2 separate regions of the Canis lupus genome follow, and region 2 is linked to region 1. Evidence: chromatin contacts called from public Hi-C data. All regions are on one chromosome and are shown on one strand. The core of a region is the stretch at or near the end of the contact, and the rest is flanking DNA. Distances in the headings are between cores, read along the strand shown. Region 1 holds the start of CHCHD2 (coiled-coil-helix-coiled-coil-helix domain-containing protein 2). Region 2 holds the start of CRCP (DNA-directed RNA polymerase III subunit RPC9).

What was found. A called contact is a pair of places that touch in the nucleus more often than the background predicts.
Region 2: a Hi-C map of blood shows a contact between it and region 1, with 4 times the contacts expected there. The contact joins the promoter of CRCP here to the promoter of CHCHD2 in region 1. A contact is called at or near these places in 2 of 9 Hi-C or Micro-C datasets (amygdala and blood).

The regions. Positions count from the first base shown.
Region 1 is chr6:494,800-502,113 of UU_Cfam_GSD_1.0, reverse strand. CHCHD2 (coiled-coil-helix-coiled-coil-helix domain-containing protein 2) reads left to right here and starts at 3,871. Exons shown (of 4, transcript XM_038538984.1): 1 at 3,871-4,078; 2 at 5,894-6,140; 3 at 6,883-7,033. The coding sequence starts at 4,029.
Region 2 is chr6:716,641-723,954 of UU_Cfam_GSD_1.0, reverse strand. It overlaps CRCP (DNA-directed RNA polymerase III subunit RPC9), which reads right to left and starts at 3,491. Exons shown (of 6, transcript XM_038538992.1): 1 at 3,349-3,491. The coding sequence starts at 3,356.

The DNA.
Region 1 (7,314 bases), core at 2,622-5,121:
TTATAGGTTAAACATATAAAACATCTCATACAGTTAAGACCCTGGCACATAAGAGTTACTCAATAAAATTTTTTAAATTTATAGAACACAACCCCCTCTTCTATTGTCAAAGTCTTATATTCTTCATTTACTAATATTCATTCTTAAAATGTCTCCAGGTGGTGTGCTCTAGTGGGGGTCCTGGCTCTGGAGTCAAACACCTGTACAAACTTGTGCAAGCTGCTTAAACTCCAAGTTCTGTTTCCTTATCTGTAAAATGGGTATAATATAGTACCTATTTAAAGAGTTCTTGTGAGGTGTAAGGAAAGTAATACATGTAAAGCTCTTAGTGCCTAGTATGTAACAGACACATTATTAGTCTATGTGCTGCTGAAGCTAGTACAGCACTGACATTAGTAATGTCCCCACTGCCACTGTCTTGCCCTTCAGGATTTTTCCTTTCCCTACTCTCCTGCTGTGTCTCAGAGGTACTATGTCCAGATTAATCTTCCCAAAAGCTATTTAAACATATTAAAACCTTAAATGACTGCTCTAACCTTGTAGGATAAAGAGCCTAGATTTATATTGTGCTGGAAATCATCTATTGGATCGTCTTAAACTTTTACAACTCCTCAAAACACACTCTGATTAACACATATCTTGTATCCTCATGTATTCGATTCTGCTGCTTCATTGGAATCTGTGCTGTCCTACTCAGCATGCTCTTTTCTGCTTTATCATTTTAGTCTTTTTTTTTTCATTTTAGTCTTTCTAAAACAAATTCCACCTCTACTTATTTTAAGTGCCACTTTCTCTCTGAATCTTTCATCCACAGTGAATATCTATTCCTTTGAAATCCATAGAACTTCATTTAAACACCACCTAACCACTTGTGTATATTGTATTTTGTATTTTTAGAGCAACAGTTAAGAATTCACTCACTGGTTTTCTTTCTTTCTTTTTTTGGTCTGGTATGTGCAAGGCTGTATTCATATAAGTATGTCTTAGTTATCCAAAGGGAAAATTTAAATTGTGTCAGGACCTTAGTGTCTTAAACATGTTTGTACACAATTCTCAATCTGCCACAATCCCAGACAGATAGAAGCCAGGTTAAAGCAACACTCTGTAAGGTGTTCTAACTAGATTTTGCTCACCTTAGATACTAAAACTTTTATATAAAAAAATAAAAAAATAAAACTTTTATAGTTTAAATACAGTAACTGTAGAAATTCTGCATTAGTTACCTATTGCTGTGTAATAAATTACTCCAAACCCTAGTGGCTGAAAGCAACAAATACTTCTCTTAGTTACCAGAGGTGAAGAATTCAGAAGTGGCTAACAGGCTGGTTTTGACTTATGGTCATGATGTAGGAGAGGAATTAGGCTCTACTTTTTGAAGGAAGTGTCAGAATCTGTGGACCTACTGTAAACCACCATGGTATGTTTAATTAGCACAAGTGTGTTCATTTTAAACAAATTGGAAAATATGAACAAGCAAAAAAAAAAAATCACTATCCAGTAGATAACACCACTACTTAAGTGTACATAGTTCAAGTCTGTAAAATACTATGAACTCTCTCAGAATATAAACATGCTATGTATACTACTTTGTAATCTACTCTTTCACTTAGTATATTGTGAAGACTTTTTATGGCAGGTATTCTTTCATAATATTTAAATAGCTTCATAGCACTTCATCATTTGTATGAATCATGTAATTCTACATTGTAGGACACTTAAGTAATTTATTGATTTTTCCCTATTTCATACAACTTGTTAAATGAACATCTTAAAGCAAACTTCTTTCCACATTCATGACTGTTTCTTGAATTCTTAGATGTGGACTTTCTGGAACAGGTTTGCAGAATTTTAAAACTGGTACCTACCATCTGAGTAGAATTTTATTACAATCATCAGGGGTCCATTCGTCCAAACATTGGTATCAAATATATGTAACAATGCCTGCCAGAGTTACTTGTTCAGATTTCGATCACTGTATAGGATTTGTTGAAAATGATTAAAATCACTATGGAATGAGAAATTGTTACATAAATTTTATTAGAGTGATCTTCAGAATGTTTATACTGGCCAACTACAAATGATATGTAGCAGTATTATGAAATCTTTTTCGTTTTTATTAATTTTAATTTTTACGTGTTCTTAATCTGTTTTTGAATAAAGGTAATACATTAACTTTCAAAATCCAAAAGATAGGGCAGCCGGGGTGGCTCAGCGGTTCAGCGCCACCTTCAGCCCAGGACATGATCCTGGAGACCTGGGATCGAGTCCCATGTCAGGATTCCTGCAGGGAGCCTGCTTCTCCCTTTGCCTGTGTCTCTGCCCCCCCACCCCCCCACCGTGTCTCTCATTGATAAATAAATAAAATTTTTATGAAAAAAATCCAAAAGATAGAAAATGTTTTCAGTAAAAGTCCCCCCTTGGGCCACAGTCACTCTCCTACTGCCTCACGGTTAACAGCTGCAGATATTTCGTGCATATTAAGTCTTCTCTCCAAGCACACTGCACCCAATTCTGCCCTTCTTTCTCTTGACAGTTTATCATCATATCTTTCATAACAATATAGAGTTTATTCCCTTTTATAGCTGTATATTGTGTGCTGCGCCTTTTTAAAAAATTTGTATTCTACTGACAAGAATTTGTTTCCAATCTTTTACTAGGACAAAATAATCTTGCACAAATATCTAATATTCTCTCCTCGGAGTGGGAATTCATGATTCAGCCAGGTGCGATTAAAATCGTCTCTGTTAAAAAAAAAAAAAAAAAAAAAAAAAAAAAAAAATCGTCTCTGTTATGGATGTTCATTCTGAGCGCTTGTGCCAGGATGTCCTTATAAGGCTCCTTTCCTCCGTCTCTGCTTATGAATTCTCCAGAGAAATGTCACGTCATTTGTAAAGCTTTCATTAAGTTCTGTGAAAATAAAACTTTTTCATGACAGGTCTTTGGATTATTTACCCTTCGATTCCACGAACATTCTGCTGTTACTGGAGAGAATGCGTTGAACTCCGCGACCTCAGGCGGAAGGGGAAAATTTCTCTTCGACGTGCAAGCCACCTCCGCTCTCTCCCCTTGCCCGGAGCCCTCCCGGGAGCGCCCCGAGCCAGCTCCTCCGCTCCGGAGGCGCGCGGACGCGTCCCAGGGGCCCCGCTCCCTCCAGCCGCCGTGCCCGGCGCTGGTGCGAGCCCCTCCCCGGGGGCCTCACGCCCGGTCTCGCCCACCCTGCCGAGGCTGCCCGTCACGGCGGCTCGGGGTGTGCAGGCTGTCGTGTGTCCCCTCCTGACCCAAAGTCCACGAAGAAAGAGTCTCGTTGGAGCCAGCGCCCGGAAATCATTCACTACACTTTTGATTATCAGTGAACGAGCACTACCCCGATTACGGGCACAAGCGCTATGGCATGTACGAAAAGGGCCCGGAAAGGTAGAGGAGCCACGGTAAGGCATTATTACGGCCTGAGTCCACAGGTAAAATAAAAATGGGATCACCTCAGCTCCGCGGGCCCTGCCTAACGCATCCGCTTTCCTCCGTCCCGCTCACACCATGTGCCCACACGGTGCCTCAAAAGATCCTTACCCAAATACGTAACTTAATGCTGAGGAAAGTTAACTAAGGTCCGGTGGCAGCCGCGCCGACACCGGCCTCCCTCTCAGGGCTGGCTTCGTCCCCCCGTCACCAATAGAAACGTCGGCGGAAGGCAGCGACGCTTTTAAGCAAAAGCGAACGGCTCTGCCTCCCGCTGGGCTGGGAAAACAGGCGCGCGGGGCACCTCCAGGCCTTCCGGTCTCCCGGGGCAGCCTGGCGCGGAGCTCATGACGCACGCCGCGTCCGACCCGGCGCCGGCGTGGCGCGTGCTCTTCCAGTGACCTTCAGGGCCCGCGGAGACGTAGGCGCGCGAGGCCTCTGCCTGTGCGCTGATTGGTCGCACGCCGAGGCCAGCCCCACCCCCTGTTTTCCGGTCTCTGGCTCCCGCCGAAGCCTCTGGGGTCTTCGCCGAGTGTCGGGCTTCTGGGCGCCGTGCTCCTGTCCCAGTAGACATGCCGCGTGGAAGCCGGAGCCGCGCCTCCCGCATGGCTCCTCCGGCCAGGTGAGGCCCTTGCGGGGTCTGGGGCCCTGCCGACGCCGTGACGCATGCGGAGGCCGGGCGGAGGCTGGTGGAGGCCGCGGAGGGGGCGGCGGAGTGCTGGGCGCCGGCCGAGGGCGGGTGTGGGGGTGAGGGGGGTACCGCTGTGAGGTGGGCCCGCCCCCGCCAGGGCATCGTGACTGGGCTTTGGCCACATTTCCCGTTGGTGGCGAACTTTCTGATTTCGAATGCCCGTGAGTTCTTAAAATATTCGAGAGCTCATTTAAAAAATGCTTTACGTTTATTGAAGTGAGCTCTGCACCCGGCGTGGGGCTGGAACCCACGACCCCAGGATCTAGACGCCCCTCCCCCGATTCAACCAGCCCGCCCAGAGCGCATTTTAAGTTAAAACGGTCATATCCTGGAAGTAAATGAGTATTTGTAAGGGTAAACCGGCCCAAGCTTCTGAAGTAAATAAAAAGACAAAACGAGTATCGGTGAAAGGTAGTATAATGGGGAGAATGATTGCATTTCAGTAAACAGGGTAACCTGCGAGCCCACAGAGAGCGGTCCAGAGGCTCGGCCCAGCGACCGAAGCCTCCTTGTACACGACATCGTCTAATTCATAAAACACTTTAGAAATATACTGGTAGGGATCCCTGGGTGGCGCAGCGGTTTGGCGCCTGCCTTTGGCCCAAGGCGCGATCCTGGGGACCCGGGATCGAGTCCCACATCGGGCTCCCTGCATGGAGCCTGCTTCTCCCTCTGCCTGTGTCTCTGCCTCTGTCTCTCTCTCTCTCTGTGTGTGTGTGTGTGTGACTATCATAAATAAAAAAAAAAAAGAAGAAAAAAAAAGAAATATACTGGTAGTTACACTTTAACACCCGTAACCTTAGGGATAGATGTTATTCCTGTTTTCCAGGAATAAGGAAACTGGAGCCTCGGAACAAGTGACTTGTCCGAGGTCACCCTACCAGTAAATAGGAAAGCCAGGTCTGGCCCAAGTCTTCCAACAACCGGTTAGGGTGTTAAACACAGGACCACGTTGCTTCTCTGGAGTGAGGTGGATTGTGTTCAGACTGTATGCTAGGACTGTAGGACAGTCCTTCACTTAAGGGAAAGAAGCTGTTCTCCAGAGGACAGAAAAACCAAATTTTTATAAAGTGATGCCAGATACCACCTGATTGGAAGCAAATTCATAAATTTCCAACCTAGGGGCAGCCCAGGTGGCTCAGCCGCTTAATGCTGCCTTCAGTCCAGGGCCTGATTCTGGACCCCCAGGATTGACCCCCCCGTTGGGCTCCCTGCATGGAGCCTGCTTCTCCCTCTACCTGTGCCTGTGCCTCTCTCTCTCTCTCTCTCTCTCTCTCTCGGTCTCTCTGTCTCTCTCTGTGTCTCTCATGAATAAATAAATAAAATCTTAAAAAAATAAACTTCCAACCTAGCCTTATTTGGGGGAAGAGCACCCAAGGAAACAGTCTAAAAATGGCCAGAGGGGACATCATGTGTGAAGACTTATTCTAAAGCAGGATTGAATATTAGTGAAAGCCTCTAGCTGGAAGCCTTACCAATAACATAAAGTCACTTAACACGTATTTTGTATATATGTTATAATACTGTATTCTTAGAATAAAATAAGCTAAAGAAAAGGTTACTGAGAAATCATAAGAGAAAGCACACACAATACTTATACTGTGTTTATTGAAAAAAAATCCACACATACTGGACACATGCAGTTCAAACCTGTGTTGTGTGAACAGTACAGTTTCTTTAGATGACAGTATCCAAGCCTGGTAGGAAGTGGGCACTTTTCATGCTTTTTGTTCTTTTCTTTCTTAGCCGGGCACCTCAGATGAGAGCTGCGCCTAGACCAGCGCCAGCCGCTCAGCCACCAGCAGCAGCTCCGCCATCTGCTGTTGGCTCACCTGCTGCACCCCGACAGCCAGGTCTCATGGCCCAGATGGCAACCACTGCAGCTGGCGTGGCTGTAGGCTCTGCTGTAGGGCACACGATTGGGCATGCCATTACTGGGGGCTTTGGTGGAGGAAGTAACACTGAGCCTTCAAGGCCCGACATCACTTACCAGGTAAGATTTTGGGCAGTGTTTTCTTTCATTGGGTAGGTTACAAGAAAAGCTAGTTATTTGTCAGTTCCTTATGTATAGGAGCTGTGAATCCATGGTCCTCCTAACAGAAAATGGTTTGTCAGAAGCCATGTTTGGCAGTTGAGTTAGTGCTTTAGACCAGCATCAAGTACTGTCCACATTGTATTTGTTCCCAAGGAGTAGAATAGCAGTTCAACCTGATTCATTGTAGAACAGCCATTTTCCCCTTATTTTAAATTTAGTTTCAATCTTAAGTATTGAAAAACCTTTTTAGTAGCTTTAGTAGAGCTCTCTGACCTCTTATCTGGTATTTGCCACTGCCCCTCTTTCTGAAGTATGTGAATTTTCTCCTCTGATGAACCTCAGTGTGGACTCTGTTGTATTTCTGGTGTATTTGACATGCTTATCCGTCTATTTTTCTATTATAGTCCCACTTTCTCCTCTGAACTACATTGAACCCCACTGGTATTTAGATACGCATGTAATCATTTAACTTTATTTGCATCTTTGTTCTTGAATCTTTCTGATTTTACCTGGAATTTTGTTAAAGCCTATTTGCTTTCTGCCTTTAAAATTTCTCACTTTCCATGTTTTTAGGTAGTAACTTTAATTTGCATTTGGTTCTAATTATGTTTCCCCAGTTGACCTCAAAGATATTGGGTACTGTTCTTTGTTCAGGTGTAAATCTAATTTCTCAAGGGTCCTGAATGTTATGCCTTTGCAGGAGCCTCAGGGAACCCAGCCAGCATACCAGCAGCAGTTTGGCCCATGCCACTACGAGATGAAACAGTTCCTGGAGTGTGCCCAGAACCAGGGTGACCTAAAGCTTTGTGAAGGTTTCAGCGAGGTGCTGAAACAGTGCAGATTTGCAAATGGTAGGTAGATCGAGCATCTGCTCAGTTCAGAGCAGGGTACTCCTGGCCCTATAGAGCTATGGGAGTCTTTGTTTATTAAATTAAACTGACAAGTTAGAGGAGATTTTGTTTACATTCTATAAATAATCTAGTTCTTCTAACAAAGACCTGGTCCAGAGGTTTCTAGTCATTATATTAAGCTTTTACCAGTTATGTTGTGTATCTGATTTTTCCTCAGTAGAGATTAGTGTACCAGGTCTTGTTCTGTTTATAGGATGTGGGTGATCTGGCCATAAAGCTGT
Region 2 (7,314 bases), core at 2,242-4,741, 220 kb before region 1:
AACAAATACCTAATTTTCCTATATCTTGTATCCTTTTGCCTGAGGAAAATTTCCAAATGACAGTCAAAAAGTTATTTTTTAAAATTCTATCACTTAATGAAATGAAGTATAAATATTCCTCACCTTTAAAAAATTTCTAGTATATTTGTATATGTATTATTCACTCAACAGGTATTTACTCAGTGACTGAAGAAAAAAAGCAGTAAAAACTCAAAAGAAGTTTTCCTTTCATGCTTCCTCCTCCCAGGTCCTAGGAATGCCTGAAAGAGCATTGTTTGTCCTCTCAGAGAAACAGGGTTCTGCTGAAGATCCTCAGGACCACACTGCCAAGGATCACATCTCATTTTGGAGGCCAGTAAGGAACTAGAAGTTAGGCCTCCAGACCTTTCCATTCCAGGGGTCCTTCCACTCTCAAATGACATTCCTAAAGAAAGCTCACTTTCCCATAAACTGCTAGCAGCAAAATTCTTGATTTTTTAAAAAAGATTTTATTTATTTATTCACAAGAGACACAGAGAGAGGCAGAGACATAGGCAGAGGGAGAAGCAGGCTCCATGCAGGAAGCCCGATGTGGGACTTGATCCCAGTACCCTGGGATCATGCCCTGAGCCAAAGGCAGATCTCAACCAATGAGCCACCCAGGCGTCCCTCTTTAATAAGTCACCAACTCCTTGGAAGAATGGACAGGTTGCTACAGAAGAAAAAACTCTTGATTCAAATAATTTTACTTAGGAAAATCAGAAAATCTACATGCCCAGCAATTAGTAAACTAGCTAATTCAATTATATTAATTTTTAGTTAATTTGTTAAATTAATGAAGTATTGTTATATTATTTCAACAACCCTCTGCTGAATTCCTAATGTGTGCCAAATGCAGTGCTAAATACTAGGTGAAAAGACAGCAGTCCTTGCCTTCATGGAACTTTCTCATGAGCGAGACAAGAGGGAGACAAGGCACTAAACAAGTAAATATACATCTATTATTACAACTTTAATTATTCAAAGGAAAAATAAATTATACTAAGAGATAAGAGGAGGACTCTTTTTGGACTGACTGAAATGGAAAAGCAACACTCAACCTGAGCTATCAAAAAGATAAAGAGGGAGCAGGACTGAGAAAAGTATACCAGGCAGAGGGAACAGCAATGCAAAGGTCCTGAAGACCTTGGAAGATTACAGAAACTACTTGACTGCCAGTGTTTGGGAGGTGGGAATTGTAACATGAGAGAGGGTTGGTGAGTAGATGAGGTTATATAGAATCATGTAGGTTCAAGTAAGTAATGTGGATTTCCTTTTAGTAGAACAGAAAGTCAATGAAGGGTTTTATACAGGGGGTGAGTTATCCAATTAATATTTTAAGATCATTCCAGCTGCTGACTGGAAACAGAATGGAGGGAGGACCAGAGTGGAAGCCAAAGGCTACTGCTTAATTTGGACCAGAGATGACAGACTACAGAGTTAGCAATGGAGATAATGAAAAATAGCTGTACACAAAATATATTGAAGGTGGAAATGACATGACTGGCTGATGGACTGGATTTAGAGATAAGGAAGGAGAGCTAGATTTTTGGACTAAGCAATTGGATGGATGATGAGAGAGAAGGGCTACACTTTTGGGAGTTATCAGCATAACTGATATCTCAGTAAAATGGGTAAAATGACCATGGGAGAGGGTGTGGACAGAAAGGGTCCCAAGACTGAGCCCTAGGACACCTCAACATTTAGAAGCCAAGCAAGGGAGAAGAGGAGGGGCAAACCAGGAAAGGAGACTGAGAAATAGTCCTTGACGTAGAGGAAAATGCAGACAGCGTGTCACAAAGCCAAAAGACCTTCTAGAGTTTTTTGTTTTAAGCAGAGTTGACACCTGAGTTTCTGTATCAACTGTTGCTGAGATCAAGAACATTGAGGCCAGAAAATCAACCTTTGAATTTGACAAGTCAGAGGGCTCAGGTAATCACAAAAATCCATTTCTGTAGACTAGTGAGGATGAAAGCTTATGGCTTTTCGGCCTTTTGGCTACGAGCAAGTGAGGATGAAAGCCCAACAGAATGATTGAGACTGAGGGGATAAACAACACTTCCAAGCAGTTTTGTTGTGAGAGGAAGCAGAAATGGAGCAGTAAGTGGACATGAGTGTGGGGACAAGGGAGTTTTTAAGATGTATAAATTAAAGCAGAATCGTATAATGATAGGAAATGCTTTTGTAAAGAGGAAAAATGGGTAATAATAACAGCTTGGGCTAGAGTAATAAATACATCTAAATGTTTTTAAAGTCGTGGATTAAACCCCATTAATGGACTACAAAATAATTTAGTGGGTCAGCATTCTTTTTTAATAAGAGACAATATGAGTATACTGCAATACACTATATTTTACAATATAGTAAAAGTATTGTTTCATGATGTTTTCGTTTCAGTTACATATATATACATTGTGTGTCTTTAAAATCTGAAAAATAACAGACCATTAAAGAGGCAAGAGAACACAAAAGAAAATGTGAGTAACCAACGTCGATGAGAACACAATACAGGTACGCCTGCAAGTTAACGTCGGCTACATAAAACCCACACGCGGGGGATCCCTGGGTGGCTCAGCAGTTTAGCGCCGCCTTCTGCCCAGGGTGTGATCCTGGAGACCCCGGATCGAATCCCACGTCGGGCTCCCGGTGCATGGAGCCTGCTTCTCCCTCCTCCTGTGTCTCTGCCTCTCTCTCTCTCTCTCTCTATCATAAATAAAAAAATCTTAAAAAAAAAAAAAAAAACAACCCACACGCGGAGCAGCTGAAAAAGTTCCATCCGCACGTGGTACTAAGCAAACATCACAGACACGGGCTGTTTCTGTTTCTGCGGTCCCCGTCCCGCCTCAAGCACCTCCTTCTTCCCAGAAAACCTGGCCCTGCCCTAGCAAGGCGAACTGCTCAACAAACTCGGACAGCACCTCTTCCCCAAGGTAGGCCAAGCTCTACCCCAGCACGTATCCATCTCTTCTGCAAGTAATTCCAGGGCAGACTCGGGGCTTAACACTTTCGAGGTCCCCGCTGGGACGCCGGGTGACGTCCCCACGGCGACCCAGGGCACGCTAGGAGATGAGGGTGGGGGGAGCAGGCACACCGCAAGGCCGCCAGGTCTCGTCGCATTGGGCCCCGGGCCGCAGGCACTGGGCGGGAGTAGGGACGAAGGTCTCGAGCGAGCAGAGCGAGGGTCCCCTTCTTCCCCGCGTCCCGCCCCAAGCCTGTCCCCCAAGCCTGTGTAAGGTGCCGCCCCGTGCCCCCGTGCCCCGTCCCCTCGGCCCAGCCGTCCCCAGCCGTGTGCGTCTACGCAAAGCCAGGAACGCGCCGCGGACGACTTACACTTCCATGTCGACCCCGCGTCGTCGCCTCCGGCCGCCAGCACTCCCGCAGCCTCGTACCACGCCGCCGCAGCCGACGCGGCTTCCTGGGCCAGCGGTGCGCAGCCCGCCGCCGAGTCCGCGCAGCGCGGGGCACGCCGGGATCGCCGCGGGGCACGCCGGGATCGACGCCGGGCACGCCGGGATCGCCGCGGGGCACGCCGGGATCGACGCCGGGCACGCCGGGATCGCCGCGCTGCACGCCGGGAGCCGGGGGGCCTCCGCCGGGGTGGGCCGCTCCGTGCGCTGCGCTTTGCCGCGCTTAGGGCTGTTAAAGCGGGGCGGGCAGGGCTTGGCTCCGTCTTCGGGTCTAGGTGATACAAAGCATAAACAGAGAGACTATGGGGTTAGCAGGCCTGAGTGGCGTGCGAACCCCAGAAGTCGGGGAGGCGGCTCGGTTCCGGGTCTGGGTGTTGGCTGCGCCTGCGTTCCGAGCCTGAAAGGTCGGCGGGGAGTACACGTCTGCGCGCTGTCTTGTGTTGTGCTTGGATAAAACGTGCCAAGGAGTGAGAAAGCCCGGCCGCCCAGGCGCCCCCCTCCCGGTCCGCGTTCCTGCTGGAGAGTTATTTGGCAAACAAAGATACAAAAAGTCCTAGGGACAAGCACAGACGCTGATCTTCCGGCCTTTGTAGGAGTTTATCCACAGAGAATTATGAGATGCGTGAAGAAGAATGGGTGTGTAGTGATTTTTCCCAGGGAGATCAATGAGGAATCGATAAGTCCTGTTGCAGTCGTACAGTCTATGTGCGTGTGTATGCGACCGGGAGCGATGAGGTAGCACACTGGGTGGGCTGGGGAAACGCTCAAGATAGGGTTTTTAAAAGATAGGAAATGAGGTTGGTGGGACTCTAGTGATCTAAAGAAAATAATAAGCAGGAAGAAAATACCCGAAGTCCTAGGAGGTAGAGCCACCTAATCTAAATATGTCTTGAGAGAACAGACGCGGAAGCTTGATGTCCATTATCTTCTAGAATTTTTGCTATGTCGGAAAATAATATTTGTTAATGATTATTTGAATAATAATTTAACAAATTAAAGACTGCAAGAAATGGGACGCCTGGGTGGCTCAGTGGTTGACCCTCTGCCTTCGGCCCAGGACGTGATCCTGGGGTCCCGGGATCGAGTCCCCCATCAGGCTCCCCGCGAGGAGCCTGCTTCTCCGCCTCTCTCTGTGTCTCTCATGAATAAATGAATATAATCATAAAAGAAAAAAGACTGGAAGAAAATAGCGAAAATATTAACAGTAGCAAATGTTAGACTTTAGATGTTAAGTCAATTTCTTTTTTTTTTCTGCTCTTTTATAGTTTTATCAGTTATTATTCGCTAAATTCATTTGCTTTGCAAGGCCCTTGCTACATGGTTTGTTATTTTATTACGTTAATAGCTAATGGTGCAGGGTTGGCAGTCAGGTGGCCTGTGGTTCTGTTCACCTCCATCGCCTACTCAGAGGCTGTTTGATCGTGGCAGATCTCCTAACCACAATTCCCTAGTAAATCAGGTCTATTTGGTAATCTTTTTTTTTTTTTTTTAAGATTTTTGAATTTATTTATGAGAGACACAGAGAGAGGGAGAAGCAGGCTCCATGCAGGGAGCCTGACGTGGGCCTCGATCCTGGGTCTCCAGGGTCACGCCCTGGGCTGGAGGTGGCGCTAAACCGCTGAGCCACCGGGGCTGCCCCACTGTTTGGTAATCTTTATAAAGTGCCTGGCACATAGTAAGTGCTCAGCAAAGGCTAATTACTGTGACAGTACAACTATGACTATGGGGTAGATTCTGTTATTCAAATTTTACTTTTGAGGAAACTGAGGCAGGCTTGGTGAGATTATGATTTACCTAAAGTCAGTCATCTAGGAACTTGCTCAGTAGGGGCTCAAACTCAGGCGATTTGAACAAACACAGGGAGTGTATTACATTGTTAATAGTGACTAAGGATTGGTTAATAAAACGTGTTGTAGCAATAAAAAGGAATGGAGCCCTGATACCCTGCTACAACACAGATGATCCTCAAATACATGCCAAGTGAAAGAAGCCAGACATGAAAAACCAAATCCTATATGATTCCATTTCTATGAAATGTCCAAAATAGGCAAGTCTATAAAGACAGGGAGTAGATTAGTGATTGCTTAGGGTTGGGAGAGGGGCAGGGGCAGGAATGGCAGCTAATGGATCCTGAATTTCTTTTGGGGGGAGTAAAAATGTCTTAAAACTAGATTTTAATGGTTGCCCATCCCTGGGAATATACCAAAAAACACTGAATTATATACTTTAAATTAGAAAATTGTATAGTATCTGAATTATGTATCAATGAAGCTGTTAAAAATATTTTTTCCTAGTGTTTGCCTGTGGGCATTAAATAGAGCTGTGGGCAATAGAGCAATAGAAATGAGAAGAATTTTTAGCATTTAACTAACAGTTCAGAATTTTAAAAAGGTTTTTTCAATGTACGTGTTATTTTTAATTACAAAAAATACTATTTTAAAAAAGTAATTTAGGGGACGCCTGGGGAACTCCGTGGTTGAGAATCTGCTTTTGGCTCAGGGTGTGGTCCTGGAGTCCTGGGATCAAGTCCCACATCGGGCTCCCCACAGGAAGCCTGCTTCTCCCTCTGTATGTGTCTCTGCCTCTGTCTCTCTCTCTGTATCTCTCATTAATAAAGAAATACAATCTTTAAAAGAATAAAAACTAATTTGGGTGCCTGAATGACTGAGTTGGTTGAGCATCAACTCTTGGTTTTGGCTCTGGTCATGATCTCAGGGTCATGAGATCAAGCCCTGCATCAGGCTCTGTGCTCAGCATGGAGTCTGCTTGAGATTCTTCCCCCTTCCCTCATCCTTTCCCTCCCTCTCCGCTCCCTCCCACCTCACGTGTGCATGTGTGCACATGTGTACTCTCTTGCTCTCTCAAATAAATAAAAATTTAAAAAAAAAACAACTAATTTACTTTTTAAAAATCAGCAAATAGGAATGCCTGGGTAGCTCAGCAGTTGAGGGTCTGCCTTTGGCTCAGGGCATGATCCTGGAGTCCTGGGATCAAGTCCCACATCAGGCTCCCTGCAAGGAGCCTGCTTCTCCCTCTGCCTATGTCTCTGCCTCTCTCTCTCTCTCTCTCTCTCTCTCTCTGTCTTTCATGAATAAATAAGAAAATCTCTTAAAAATCAGCAAGCAGGGATCCCTGGGTGGCGCAGCGGTTTGGCACCTGCCTTTGGCCCAGGGCGCGATCCTGGAGACCCGGGATCGAGTCCTACGTCGGGCTCCCGGTGCATGGAGCCTGCTTCTCCCTCTGCCTGTGTCTCTGCCTCTCTCTCTCTCTCTCTCTCTCTCTCTGTGACTATCATAAATAAATAAAAATAAAAAATAAAATAAAAATCAGCAAATAAATAAAATGCTACCCAAGACTCAGCTGGCCTAATTTGTGTAGAGGGTCCTCATACCTCCTTTGAGGACAGGAGGACTCATAAAGAAGCACTGAAGATGCTCAGGGTGTTATTCACTTAGCAGATATGTAGTGGTGGCCCATTTGGTGGTGATGATACATATGTGAATAATATGCACTTCCTGCCTGGCTAGCTGGCAGCCTAGTTGGGGAACCAGCTCTGGACATCAACAACTACAACACACAGTGTTTAGACGCGATGAAGCAGAGGAAAGAATGACTAATGAGGTAGCGTCCCAAAGCCAGGATGTTTGAACTGGTTGTGGGGAGGAACACCCAAGGCCAAGGCTTCAGGGATGGGCTTCCACAGGAGAGAAGCTAGTGCCTCTGAGGGCCCTGTGATAAAAGTAGCTAAGCTCCTGGTTCTCCAAAGGAGGCCACCCTAAAACTTTGGGGCTGTATGCCGTCATCCTGCCTATCCTCTAAGGGTAGCCAAGTATCAGGAGTGAGGCCCTTTCTCCCAAAGGAAGACTGCCCAAAAGGACCCTGTGCAATG